Regions from separate parts of the Bombyx mori genome. Here region 2 is linked to region 1. The links are chromatin contacts, called in public Hi-C maps. All regions are on one chromosome and are shown on one strand. The core of a region is the stretch at or near the end of the contact, and the rest is flanking DNA. Distances in the headings are between cores, read along the strand shown.

Evidence for each region. Hi-C and Micro-C count contacts between places; a contact is called where the count stands out from the background.
Region 2: a contact with region 1 is called in a Hi-C map of posterior silk gland, with 2.4 times the contacts expected there. The contact joins the promoter of LOC101741082 here to the promoter of LOC101739425 in region 1. A contact is called at or near these places in 2 of 7 Hi-C or Micro-C datasets (middle silk gland and posterior silk gland).

The regions. Positions count from the first base shown.
Region 1 is chr9:10,579,817-10,586,486 of ASM3026992v2, forward strand. LOC101739425 (protein PET100 homolog, mitochondrial) reads left to right here and starts at 2,197. Exons shown (of 1, transcript XM_004931047.5): 1 at 2,197-2,611. The coding sequence starts at 2,325. The coding sequence ends at 2,543. LOC101739981 (major facilitator superfamily domain-containing protein 9) reads right to left here. Exons shown (of 5, transcript XM_004931052.5): 3 at 6,174-6,303; 4 at 5,214-5,432; 5 at 3,914-4,693. The coding sequence ends at 3,984.
Region 2 is chr9:10,864,339-10,870,888 of ASM3026992v2, forward strand. LOC101741082 (bifunctional purine biosynthesis protein ATIC) reads left to right here and starts at 2,605. Exons shown (of 11, transcript XM_004931060.4): 1 at 2,605-2,849; 2 at 5,033-5,161; 3 at 6,023-6,239. The coding sequence starts at 5,140. LOC101741225 (putative methyltransferase C9orf114) reads right to left here and starts at 2,004. Exons shown (of 3, transcript XM_004931061.4): 1 at 1,189-2,004; 2 at 571-843. The coding sequence starts at 1,739.

The DNA.
Region 1 (6,670 bases), core at 947-3,446:
TGCGGCGTACCTTCCTTGAGGTGCGCTGCGGTAGTGTGCTACGGACTTTAGGTCAGCAAAAATTAAAATAGATTGTAATAGTCTAAGAAAAACACGTACTCAAAATACGATAACATTCAGCATGCTAGAAATGGGCAGATGGCACTGTACTACGCCATATCTTTATGTTTTGCGGCAAACGACAACTTTATAAAATCAGTGTAGCAAATTTTAAAAATCGTCATATCGTTTACTTGGCAAATTTGAAGCACGAACTCGTCTTAGATTTCACATAATATCTAAATCACATCATCTTTGCACATAACAATATACTTACTTCCTATTAAAGTATAAATTCTACAAATACATTCACTCAACAATATTTAAATTAAAATGAGCCAAGAACGTTTATCGATAAAACCTACTAACATTAAAATCTTCTGGGCAGCACTAAAACCGCCATGTTTTGTGGCCAGATGACGTCACAGTGGCACGAATTTTTCATTTCCATAGGTTTCCTACTTCAGTGAATCATATAGGTATATGAATTCCGTTCTTAAGTCAAGTGGTTGACAATTTACCTTCGTCGTTATATGTACTTATATTCTTTCTTTACTAAATTGTAATATATTTTACCCTCCATTCCCCAAACACATCTCAAGGAACCTTTCGAGGCCCTTTGTGATTCTGTGAGATCATCAGATTCCTAAACATTCTTCAACATTGTTTGATCGTTCATTCACCATCCAAGCGATTAACAAGGTCAATTGCGTTTTGGTGTACAAGAAAGTATATTCTCTCTCTGCATTCTCTTAGGCTATGTGTAGTATTATTAGTTGAAGGAATTACATATATAAATTTTATTAATATCTTATAAGCCACACGATTTAACGAGTAAAACTAAAACTTCAGACGTACTCGTAATTATGGCATTAATTTATGGTGAAATTATGTATTTCCATAATTATAGGTAGGGATTGTATAATTAATTAGTTCAACTACTGTGATAGCTACCGTAGTTGCCTATAATTATCACATGTGAAATCCAATCAACAATAATTAGGTAATAATACTTTTTGGTGCGAACGCAAGGAGCAGAGTTGGATGAATTGTTTTATTTTGTTAATTTAATGTTTCTTCGTGTTTAAATGTATAATAACGGTAATTTAGTGTTTATTATCTACAAAAGTGCACAAATGTGGGAAAATGAACCAAAGCCGCTGAACGTAACTTCTGGCATCTTTCAAAAAGTCCACTGAAAAAGTTTCAGTAACTATCGAACATTTTACTAGGAGTTTATTTCTACCCATATCATCTCGTTCCATTTAATTTCATCCCAATTTATTAATGTCATAAAATAATCAACTTCATTTCATTTTGGTCCTTAACATATATACATAAAAAAGAATATGAAAAAGATAAAGCTGTATGGTTTGAAACTATCGCCTTTCCAGTTAGACATCTCAAATATTAAGTGTATTATCTATGGTGTGACATATCTTTAATGCCGGTTGTACACACTCGTCAAGTCGAGACACCCCGAAGCAGACCGAGAGCGAGTGTGTACAATGTACATGGTGCTCTTGTCTTGTCTCGCTCTGTCGCGTCTTGCCTCACTTATCCGCGGTTGCTTGTCGGTTTTTTGCGCCCGAATCAAAGGAACTCGTGGGGTCTCGCGAAGCAAACGAGAGCTATCATGTACACACTTGCTTATTCAGTATTATCGTTAAGTTTTAAGTTTAAACTTATTTTTACTAGTGGGGGACCTCTAGTGAGTCTGCAGGGGTAGGTACCACCACCCTGCCTATTTCTGCCGTAAAGCAGTAATGCGTTTCGGTTTGAAGAGCGGGGCAACTGAGTGAGACCTTAGATCTTATATCTCACGCCCACGCACATTACGTTGTAGTTGTCTATGAGCTCCGGTAACCACTTAATACCAGGTGGCCTGTGAACACCCATCTGAGCCATAATATATACGGTGCATAGTAACTATCCAACATCTTCTTCGCCATGGATTATTTAAGTTTTTTCTTTTTGTGGTAAATTTGTAAATAATTATAATACGAGCACAAAGAAAAACAGCAGCAGCAAGTTCTACGTCTATGTGTACAGGAACGCTCTCGTCGAGGGCCATATCGCCCGAGACTCGGCGAGTGTGTACAGCCGCCATAAATACGTAGACTCATAAACTTTGAAAATGCGTGATACCATAAAAAAAAAAAAAAAAAACTTGGAGTATATTATAATAATCTGTGGATGTGATAAATTGCGATAAGATATTTATTAGAGAAAAATCTAAATACAACAATCTAAGTTCTGAGAATCTGAAAATAAATTTTTAAACTATGGGTAATTGGAAACTAGAAGTGGGTAGGATGGCTATGTACACATCATTTCCTGTTGGATTGTTCTTTTTTTTCAACCAACCAAAATATTTTGAAGAATGGGTAACAAATACAAAAAGACAAATCTTCCCACCAGAAAACCAACATGATAGAGAAGCGATTCAAAAATTAATACAGGATATGAGGAAGAAACAAATGCAAAGTCTGGAATCCAAGTGAACCAAGTTTATAAATAATATAATTTAGTTTTTGTTGTCAAACGTTATTAAATACATTATGTACTTTAATTATTACTATTATTTCATTACTATTTCAATGAATTGAAGGTAACGAAATTCATACTACAGTGTGTATTAAGGAAGCTTATTCAATTTGGATTCATCAGGTAATTTTACAGATGGATCAACAAGCTTATCGCTCACCTGGTCTTAAATGCTTATAAAGGCCCATAGACATCATAATGTCAAATCTAAGGCTCCCTTCTACAACAGTAAACTCACCCTTAAAACTAGAACATTATTAACTGTACTAAGTATGTGACATATTATTATTGTGTTATTCCTTCATTATGGAAATCATTCATGAATAACTTTAGTTTAAAGTGTTTATTTTGCGATATTGCTAAAAAATTATATTCATAATATAATCTGGTGGCTGTTCCATATCAACTTGCTGTTAATTATTGTTCCAGAATAGCTCACATCTTATTGTTAAATTCAGTGTTTTTTTGTGAACATTACCTTACATTTGGTTTGGGCAGGATTGACCAATAATTCATTAGTAGTGTATCATCTCCAAAACTAATAACACTATTTCAGTAAGATCACGGGTGTTTTTGACTGTCTCTTCATGGTTATTGTAGTATGTGCATGTTAAGCGAAAACAAGATGATCATTTGGCTCAAAGACCCTGAGTTTGAAAGTAGATAGTAATGTGAGAAGGTGGAGGTATAAAATGCCATGGACTGTGTTAAAGAGTATGATAGACCTGAATGGAAGATGAGGACACATTGCATTGACCCCAAAAAGAAGGTAGCCTATTATTTTGTGTGGTAATAATACTCACCTAGGTTAGTGACACTTTGCATTCAGTGTACTAATAAAATGTCTTACAAAATTGTTTGACTTTGCTACCACTGGCCACTGCTCAGCTAGCTTGTCTTCAATTTTAAGCATTTTTTCTGTATCTTGATATCAATCATACTGCTGGTAGGGTACCTTGTGTAGCTTTCACCAGTTAGCCTATTTCTCCTAAGGAGCTGTCTACACAATTCAAACTTACACCTTGTGTCATGGAAACATATAATTTAATGTTTATCGGCTCTGATAACCACCCATATGCACAACTACTGAAGTTATGTCCATAGGGCCTTTATTAATTATTTAATAAAATTATTGATTTTATGTTTTTATTAGCTTGATCTGTATCTATATAATATAATCAGCTTCAAGAAATCTAGGTTATATACTAAGGTAAATAATTTAATAAATAAACAAGCCTCTAAAAAAAGAACAGAATAATCTGAGTTATAGTGTAGCTTAATATTTTTAAAATATTAGGCAATGTAGTTTTGAAATTAAAAGCAAAGATTACTTCAACAAAACATTTATGTAAGTCATGAAATTATTAACAATAAAATTGTAAAATATAATCATACAATTAGTCAACTTTCCTTTTAGTTCTATAATGGTAACTCATCACAAGACCCAGTACTGTGGGTGCCAATGAAGCATATATCACATATGAAACTCCTAAAAATTGCCCTGTAAACCCAGCAACCATAGGTGCGACCACTCCAGATAAAGATCTGACACTGTTGGAAGCGCCTATTAATGTGCCTCTATGATCACCATCACTCCTTTTTAGCACCATTTCTAATGTTACCAACCTACTAACTGCATTACCCATAGCTAAAGGAATCAACCATATTACATAATTGTACACATTTATTGATACTATTAACCCTGTCAATGAAATACTTAATAACAAAAACACATGTAAACTCCTTAAGCTGTAGTCTACATCCTTTTTATAGAAACTATTTATGTATCCTATAAAATAACTAGAAATAGAACCCATAACACCTTGGAATGATATAACATAACCTACATATTTGGGAGACAAGTCATATGTAGTTTTCAAATATAAAGCATAATTAGAATAGTAGACCCCCATTGCAAACCCAACTAAAGCTTTATATAAAAAAATGTCCCAATATTTAGACCAATTTATGCTGTACAATACAACAAATGATTGTTTGAAACTGTTAAAAAGTGATAACACTAAATTCTCAGAGAGAACATCTTTTGTTTTGTTTCTTTTTGATGGCTTCTTACTGTGCTTTGGCTTTGGCAGGAAACAAACAAGAGCTAAAACACAAACAAAAATACCAGGTGTAAGGGATCCATTATTGATAAATTAAGATTCTTATAATTCTGATATATCGTATAAATAATGCTTTTTTAGCTTTGAACAACTGTCACACAAAGGCAACCAGACTACATAACACAAAACAATCTAAAAAGATTCATTGCTTGTTTATGAAGTAGGTACCTATTATTCAATTTTTTTTAATCACAACATAAAATTGATTGATTTATTTTAGACCTGAACAATAAGTAGGTAGTTTACGATGCCCACAGCCCCTCACTCTTTTATAGAGAGCTCAAGATTCGTGCCGATTACTATTATTTACTATAACATAATTAGCAGATTACTTTTTATATTTCCTATTTAATGTATATTACTTTATAACTATGTTGGTTATGGGCTTAAATAATTAAAAATAAAGATACATTGTATTTTAAGTTGTTGCACAACTACTTTACTTATGTAGGGTCGTAACATTCATTTAAAATAACATTGCTAGGCAAAAGGTTAGAAACTTACCAGCATTAAAAATAAAACATATTCCGACTATAAAAGCAATAAACATAAATGCACCATTTGGATTGTCTTCCATAATATGACCACCAATCATAGGCCCCAATGTAATACCTACTCCAGATATTGCAGCCATTTTACCATAAATTTCAGCCTGTTTTTGCTCATTGTTTTCATAATCAGGCACTAAAGCCTTGGCCAACATTTGGGTTTGTTTGAAGAAACCTGAAATGTAGAGATCCAATTAGTTAACACATATCAAACTGATGTTTGAAGATTGGTTACTTGTCTGGTTATCTGGACAATTTCCTGCACAGTTTAGCACCAGTGGTTTTCATTCTCTAACTATTGCTGATTTTCATATACCAGTCAATAAGTTCCATATTCTGTTCACTGACCATTGACAGTTAGTTATAAGGCCTCTATGGCTAGCTAGGTTTTTAACTGATGCAATGAAATACACTGACATAAGCTTGCTATTTAATTAAGTAGCAAATAAAATAAAAATAATGATACTTTTTCAGGGTATAAAATTTGCTTCTGGAATAGAGGTCCTTTAGGCATCATGGATGTTGTAGTTTGTACATCAGTACCTAGGTGTAAATAATTTTCCTTTAAGATATTTTTCTATCTTTCATGAACAGAACAGTAGCAATAGTTTTTTAACAATTAAAGTACTTGGATACAATGAGTCACAAAACCGTGTCTAGGCTAGTGGTCTGTCTGTACGATGGATCATTGAGAAATCTATCGGTCGGTCAAATGACCCTCTTACACTGAGCTCACACGAACATTAGCCAGCCTGTACCAAAGCTATGATATCACCATCATTTGTTCCTCATTAAAAATTCAGCTTCGATAGACTACAATAGACCTCTCCAACATGTATGTATATAAATATATATTTAAACAATAATATTTTTAACTTACTGAAAATTTAATATAAATGTAATATTAAAATCTTACCCAAAACACCTCTTAGAAGTAATATGACTAGTATTGAAGAAGTCAGACCTAGTACTGTGTAAGCAACACTACATATCAGTAATGTTAAAATTAGTATTGTTCTTCTACCTTTCAGATCACTCAAACTTCCCTGAAATTAATCAAATACAAAAAACAAAAAATTATTAAATAAATACTAAATAATAAAATACTAACTTAAAAACTTATTAAATAAAATACTAATAATGCCTATAAAATACTAATAATGCCTATAAAGGCATTATTAGTATGCCTATAAAGGCATTATTAGTATTAATTCTTATACCTAATAGCAAATTCTCTTTAAGTCTAAGTAAATGTATCAATGATTGAATTAACTTTAATGACTGAAAGGTAGCTTTTTTTAATGTCATTTTTACATTGTGAAAAGGCTGCACTGAAGTTACCTAAATATGCCTGATTCCTTATGTTAGGTACACATTCTGGAAAGCAAGTACCAATTCTGTTAAATAAAATTA
Region 2 (6,550 bases), core at 1,355-3,854, 280 kb after region 1:
TTAGAAATTTCAGGGTTCTATTGTGTTTGAGTTTGATCCAACAATAAACTAAGACTTTTTGTAATGTTAGTCAGTCTCAACTTTACTTTTGGTTACTTGTTACTGCTTAAAGTAATAAATTCAATAGTACTAATTGAGTAGTTGCAAACAATTTTATAAAATGATAGAAAACTTAATAGGATAATAATATAATCAAATAATTTTGACCCACACAAAATTTTAATGCCATCCCTAGATGTGAACAGTTTTATCTTGCTTAGTGGGTAAACAAGGTCTTAGCCCACAGGGTGTTGGGTGGTTAATAGAGCCATCATCAACGTAAATGCTACCACCCACCTTAAGACATAAGCTCTAAGTCTGTTTTATAATACAACACTAGTACACATTAGAAATAGGTAGGGTGGTGTTACCTACATGTGTATGTGGGCTGACAAGACACCCTAGCACTAATATAATGCTGTAACGTTAAAAAAGCAATTTCAGATTTAATTAGTTTTACTCTCTAATAATCCACAATGATTATTAAAACTATCAAGTTATGATAAAACAAAAACAATTCAATATGCCTACCCATCTTTGTATGGACACTGAGTGAAAACTTGGCTCAATGTACTAGCAATCCTTACAGTATAACCCCAATAAACACCTGTCTCTGCCCTTGGTGTTGTTAAACTAACAATCTTCCCTTTTAGTTTCTTGCCATTTTTTAATGCAGGCAGCATTCTAACTGTAACTCTCATACCAGGATTTAGTAATTTATCAGTTGATACATCCTGCAACAATCCAACATTCACTTGCGATCCTTTACCGGGTTTCACTTTCTTATTCATAGTAATGCCTTCCCTGAAAAGTTTAAAGTTCACTTAACTATAAAAATTAGAACAAAAACTATTACTGTTCATTTGACAAATATAAATAAGTATTTATTAACAATCACGCCACATTTACTGGTCCCGTGTTAAGTTCATAAAGGACTTGTGTTACAGGTACAAGATAACGGAAACAAATGTAAGATTTTTTTCATACACGTACATATATTTAATATACATCAATAACCCTGGAAAAGACATTTTATATTTATCATACAAATATCTTCCCTTGGCGGGTTTCGAACCCGCGACCCCCTTGTGTAGTGACCATGTCACTTACCACTTCACCAGACGTCCATCATACATCATATAAACATACCTGAATTTAAAATCATTTGTCTGTCTCAAATGATGTGGAGCATCCAATGGATTGAGTAGACCTGCAAACTGGAGATCTTTATGTATTGGAAAAAAGTGCTTTCTTAAGTATTGTGGACATTCCAAGTACTGGAGTATACGTGCTAACTGTACACAACTCTTTCTAGCCACTTTCACACCATCAGAATCCTCTAATTTAGATTTTTTTGTATTTAATTTTTCACCTATGTCATCATAGACTATTACTTCATCGACGCAAAAGACACAGGCCGCCCTGGCTATTTGTCCAGCAAGATAAGTACGTAGCTCTGCAGATTGAGCATTTTCTAATATAGAACTGGGGACAGCTATACTAACAGTAGAAATTTCTAAACACTTCTTCTCGCGCTCTTCTTCTTCTTTAGCCTTATCTTGGACTTCCTTTTCCAAGGCAACCCTTTTCTCGCGTTTGATAATTTTCTCTTCGTTACGCTTGCGTTTTAGTGACTTCCTTTCTTTGTTTATTTCACGCCAACTCTTGCCTGGAGGTTTAGTATCTACTAGTTCAGACATACCTTCTATTAAAGTTAGTTATTTTAAACTAAAATTAACATATCTCGCTACGCTATCTTCAGAACAAGCGTTCTGTTTTGATTGGAATATTGTTTTTTCCAGAGTGGATACAGGCTCTAATGAATTTTACTTATTTAGTTAACCTATATTAACATTCACAATGTTTCTTGATCGGGCTTCAGACAAACTTTTTTTTACAAAGTTCACGTGGGTTCACATTATTATTTATTCACAAAATGACAGTAGTTCCATTTTTCCAAGTGAATAGGCGAAGGTATCACACCATACATCCTAATCTTATATCTTATCATAATTATCTTTCATGAAAAATGATATGGAGCGAAATAAAATGAATTTATTTAATTCCATACCTTAATCGATTGAGATGTAATTAAATGAAATGAAATGAGATAATATGGGATGAAATATAATCTCAATAAAATGCGGCTATTTACTGAGAGTTTTTCAATGGACTTTTTGGAAGGTTCTGAGAAGCTACGTACAGCGGCTTTGTTTCATTTTCCCACATTTTCGCAAATACTACACAGTTAATAAATCACCGTTATACACATTTAAATCGCCACTGAAAAAGTCTCAGTGCTTGACCACCATTTTACTGATATTATATTTCATCCCATATCATCTCATCTCATTTCATTTCATGCCATGTTTCTTAATAATCAACTTCATCTCATTTCATAATATCATTTTTATCTTAAAAAGTTTTCATTTTAATTAAAATAAGACTTGACCTAAATATCTTCGTTACCAGGTCATAAAATCCCTTAAAAAAACTGAACTTAATTTGTGTTTACGTCTTCTTTCAGAGAATATATAGAGCAGACAAGGCTGTATGGGCTTAGATCCCCTTGCCTTTCCTAACAAGGAAAAATTGTACCAAAAAAAAAATGTTTCCGTCTTCCTCTGCTGATTTAATTTTGTTTTTTTTATTTCTATTTTTTGTTTATTGAGCTGTGAAGCAATACATTGCTTAATCCCTATTCAGCAAAAAAAAAAAAACAGTTCTTCGTTCAGTTACTGATGTTAAAAACCTTATAAGATATATTTAATTTCATTGTTTATATTTTAAAGAAATATATCAAAACTCAGGTTAGTTCGAAATATTTGTGTACCTAATTAGGTATACACATGTTGTGATTTGGATATGTTTAATTTTGTAAACACTTGACCAAATAGATTTAATTATTGTAAACTGATTCTGGAAAATAACTTAAACTTCTGTGATAATACATAATCAGCATCGGGCTCGGTTTGAAGGACTACCTGAGTTGTTAGGTTAGCTGCTGGTTAGGTTTAGCTAACTGCGGACCACCTTAGAGAGTAATTTCTGTTAACCAAGTTTTCTTTTTCCTACCTACGCTGATAGCTTTGAGAGGCTATGTCAGCATAACCTAACAAGGTTAACCAAATGAGAGCTAGTCTAACTTATATTAATTTCAAATAAGTGTTAATTTTGGCCAGAAGCAAACACTAGTTTTACCCAGTCTGTGACCATAGAAAGTAAAGTAGTCAAAATGTCAGTAAAAGTATAATGACAATAAAAATGTGAGATTAAACCCTAAAATAGTTTCAATTACAGTTACAACTTATGAAAACTGATGAATACTAGATTTCTTACTATTTATTCCATTGCAACATCCTGAGGTGTTGATTGTGCTCAGTGTTCCAAATAGGAATATCATGGTGCAACACGTCCCAAACTTGTCACTGGTTCAAACTGTAAGAACTAATGTACTCAGATTTGCTGCCTTGTCACTATTCACACACCAGGCTAATAATATATCAAGCTATCATAATGTTAATAATAAATAAATAAATATCACCAATCTTAGCACGGTGGGATTAATTGAACTTATGTTGAGAAAAAGGTGTAACTTTCTAATATAACATTACTTTTGGTTTATTTTACTGTAATAATATAATAAAATATGTGTATAGTAAGTACATTTTCTTGAACATCAATAAAATAATAAAAACTAATTCCTTCACTTGTAGATTCTATTGAAATTTCTTCACTTAACTATCTATCATTCTATGATTACTGGTGAAAGGGCTTTGTGTAATCCAACCTACTTAGGTTGGACTACAGTCCTGCACATAATCTATTCATAACCATTAATATAATAATAATCATACATTTGATGCCTTATTTTTTCCAAGCAACCATTCAATTCACATTCCCATTTAGGGATTCAAAGACTGTTACTGACTCCACCATAAAACAATGTTAAATAATTATGTTACCTTTGTAACATTGACCTTTGCCTCTGTCATGGAACTAATTTGAATATTACGAAATTTAAACACTGAACTCATCACATAAAAATATTATCTATTTCACGTCACAGTTTGGCTATGATTCAACTAGGTTGACCATTAGATTGTCATAGCATTAAATAATTGTTAATAATACATACTTATAATATACTTTGTTTAAAATATACTTTTCTAAGAAACGATTTCAATAGGTTTTAAACGTAATTGTATGCCGTGGTTTAGCTGTGCCCCAGAATTGCTATCTTTGTTTTTTTTTTCTACCTATATGCTGGTAGCATAAGGGGCTATTCCAGTTACATGTGGACCGGTAGGTGAGGCTCGACCTGAGTGAATTGGTCAACACTAGCCCTAGCTAGAGCAGTGCTTTGCAGAATCTACCACCAGCATGTAATCGTAAGTCAATGAGCGACGGTGACCACTCAACATCACGGGGTCATATGCCAACAAAGACACAGAAAATAAGGCACTTACTTGCTAGTACTTGTACAAGTATACAAAAATATATTTAAAAAAAAGATAATTATTTTTGTTTACTCATTTTTATCATATGATTTACGTCCAAGATAATTGACTTGTTTTGAATTGCGTTTTGTTGTTTCCATATAAATAGGCAATATCTTGATTGTTTTCATCATAGCTTTCTGTTTCTGTCGCAATAGGGTTGTCTTTGTCACTAGCATTATTCTAAAATATGATTTCGACTTGTATGTATTGCCTGGCTATAAGGAACAAGGATTCCACATGACCACGACAGCTCTGTCAAGAGTAACCGACAACGTGTTGCCTGGTGCAGAGGGGTCCCTTTTCATCATAGTGCACATTTTGAGTTTTCTCTCTCCAGAGTCTTAACAGTTACAGATGCCTACATGAATACTATAATACTCAAAAACGGTAGTATTTTTCTAAGTATAATTTAAAATGAAACTGAGAATTCTGATAAAATAAATTTCACAACCCTGCGACTATTACGAATAAAATTAATATTTTGTTATCAGGAACCCCTGGATGAGGTCAAGAATATCTCTGACTACAATAACCGCTTATCGCCCCCAGTCAACCCAAGTTCAAGTCAGTTACACAGTAGTGCTTGAGCAAACAGAACATGGCGTCAAATGGAAAACTAGGTAGTATTTTTTTATATATTATATTACAGATTTTAGCAATGGTAAAATATGTGACGGAATTTTTCATTACCTACCTTTCCTTAAATTAAATTTTAATACAATTATTGTTTCGCATATTAAACACTTGGCATAAAGTGGTTATTGGACCCCTTATGTATATATCAGAGTCGCCACCAAAAACGCTGCTGACTATCCCACTTTTAAAATTTTAAGGCGTAAAACCTAGGCTAATGTAAACGGTCATTACCCTATATTACTAATTCCTTTTACGTATTTTTTTAAGGGGTTTCAGTTTTGTTTAAAAGTCTTTTAGTGGTTTTGATTCTTACCGTCGATAAACACGAATTGATAGGTTGCCATGTTAAGCAATAACTAGAAGCCACAGCACTAGCACTAGCATACAGACTTGTATCGTCCTTTTTCTTAATAGCCTTGATGTGCGAACGAGCTCGCCACCCACCCGATGTTAAGTGGTTACCCAAATTGAGATTTGAAGTCTATCTCTCAATTGTATTGTAATTACGCAAATTATAATTTATGCCGATTTAATTTATATTACAATACATGTTAATATTCATTCTAGTGCAAGTTCATTCGTGAACATGAGTTAAGTACGTATCTCATTGGAAAAATTGATAACTTGAATTTGAACACCGGTATAGTTGCCCCGCTCGCTACGAGTAGGTATACTCTGCATTTTATCTTACATACTAGCATTGAAATAATAGTTATCCTACTCTTGAACTAGGAGCATATGATTTCAGTAGAAAAAATTGCAATAGTATTAACAGTCCGCAAAGTCCTACAACATAAATGACTACGAAAACAAATGTCGATACTAAAATATGTGTTCCGGCACAGCTCTTCTCAGCGTTTCAGACAAGACGGGTCTACTCTCGTTAGCAAAGAGCCTGTCGGAATGTGGCCTGCAGTTGATTGCCAGTGGCGGTACCGCCACGGCGCTTCGGAACGCCGGCCTCACAGTTCAAGATGTGTCGGACATCACGAGAGCACCGGAGATGCTCGGAGGTCGGGTGAAAACTTTACATCCAGCGGTACATGCTGGGATCTTAGCTCGGTAAGGATTGTTCAATATCCAAACTGAAACATGATTTACAACCTAATAGCAAACTGCATATGATATATTCAAATAATTCGTCAAATGTTTCAGTTACAAAGAATACAGTATTATTATCTGGGTATTTCAGCAGAGCTACACCTGATTAGTGACACACGAAGCCCGCATAATTCAATTCTATTCATAATTCTTGTATAATTTGGGATTTTAAGACTGATGATTTACAGTCGACTAATTAATTTTTCTGTACTGTAGATAAAAGACGGTGCAAGCCGTTAACACATTCATAATACATGGTACAGAATACTATC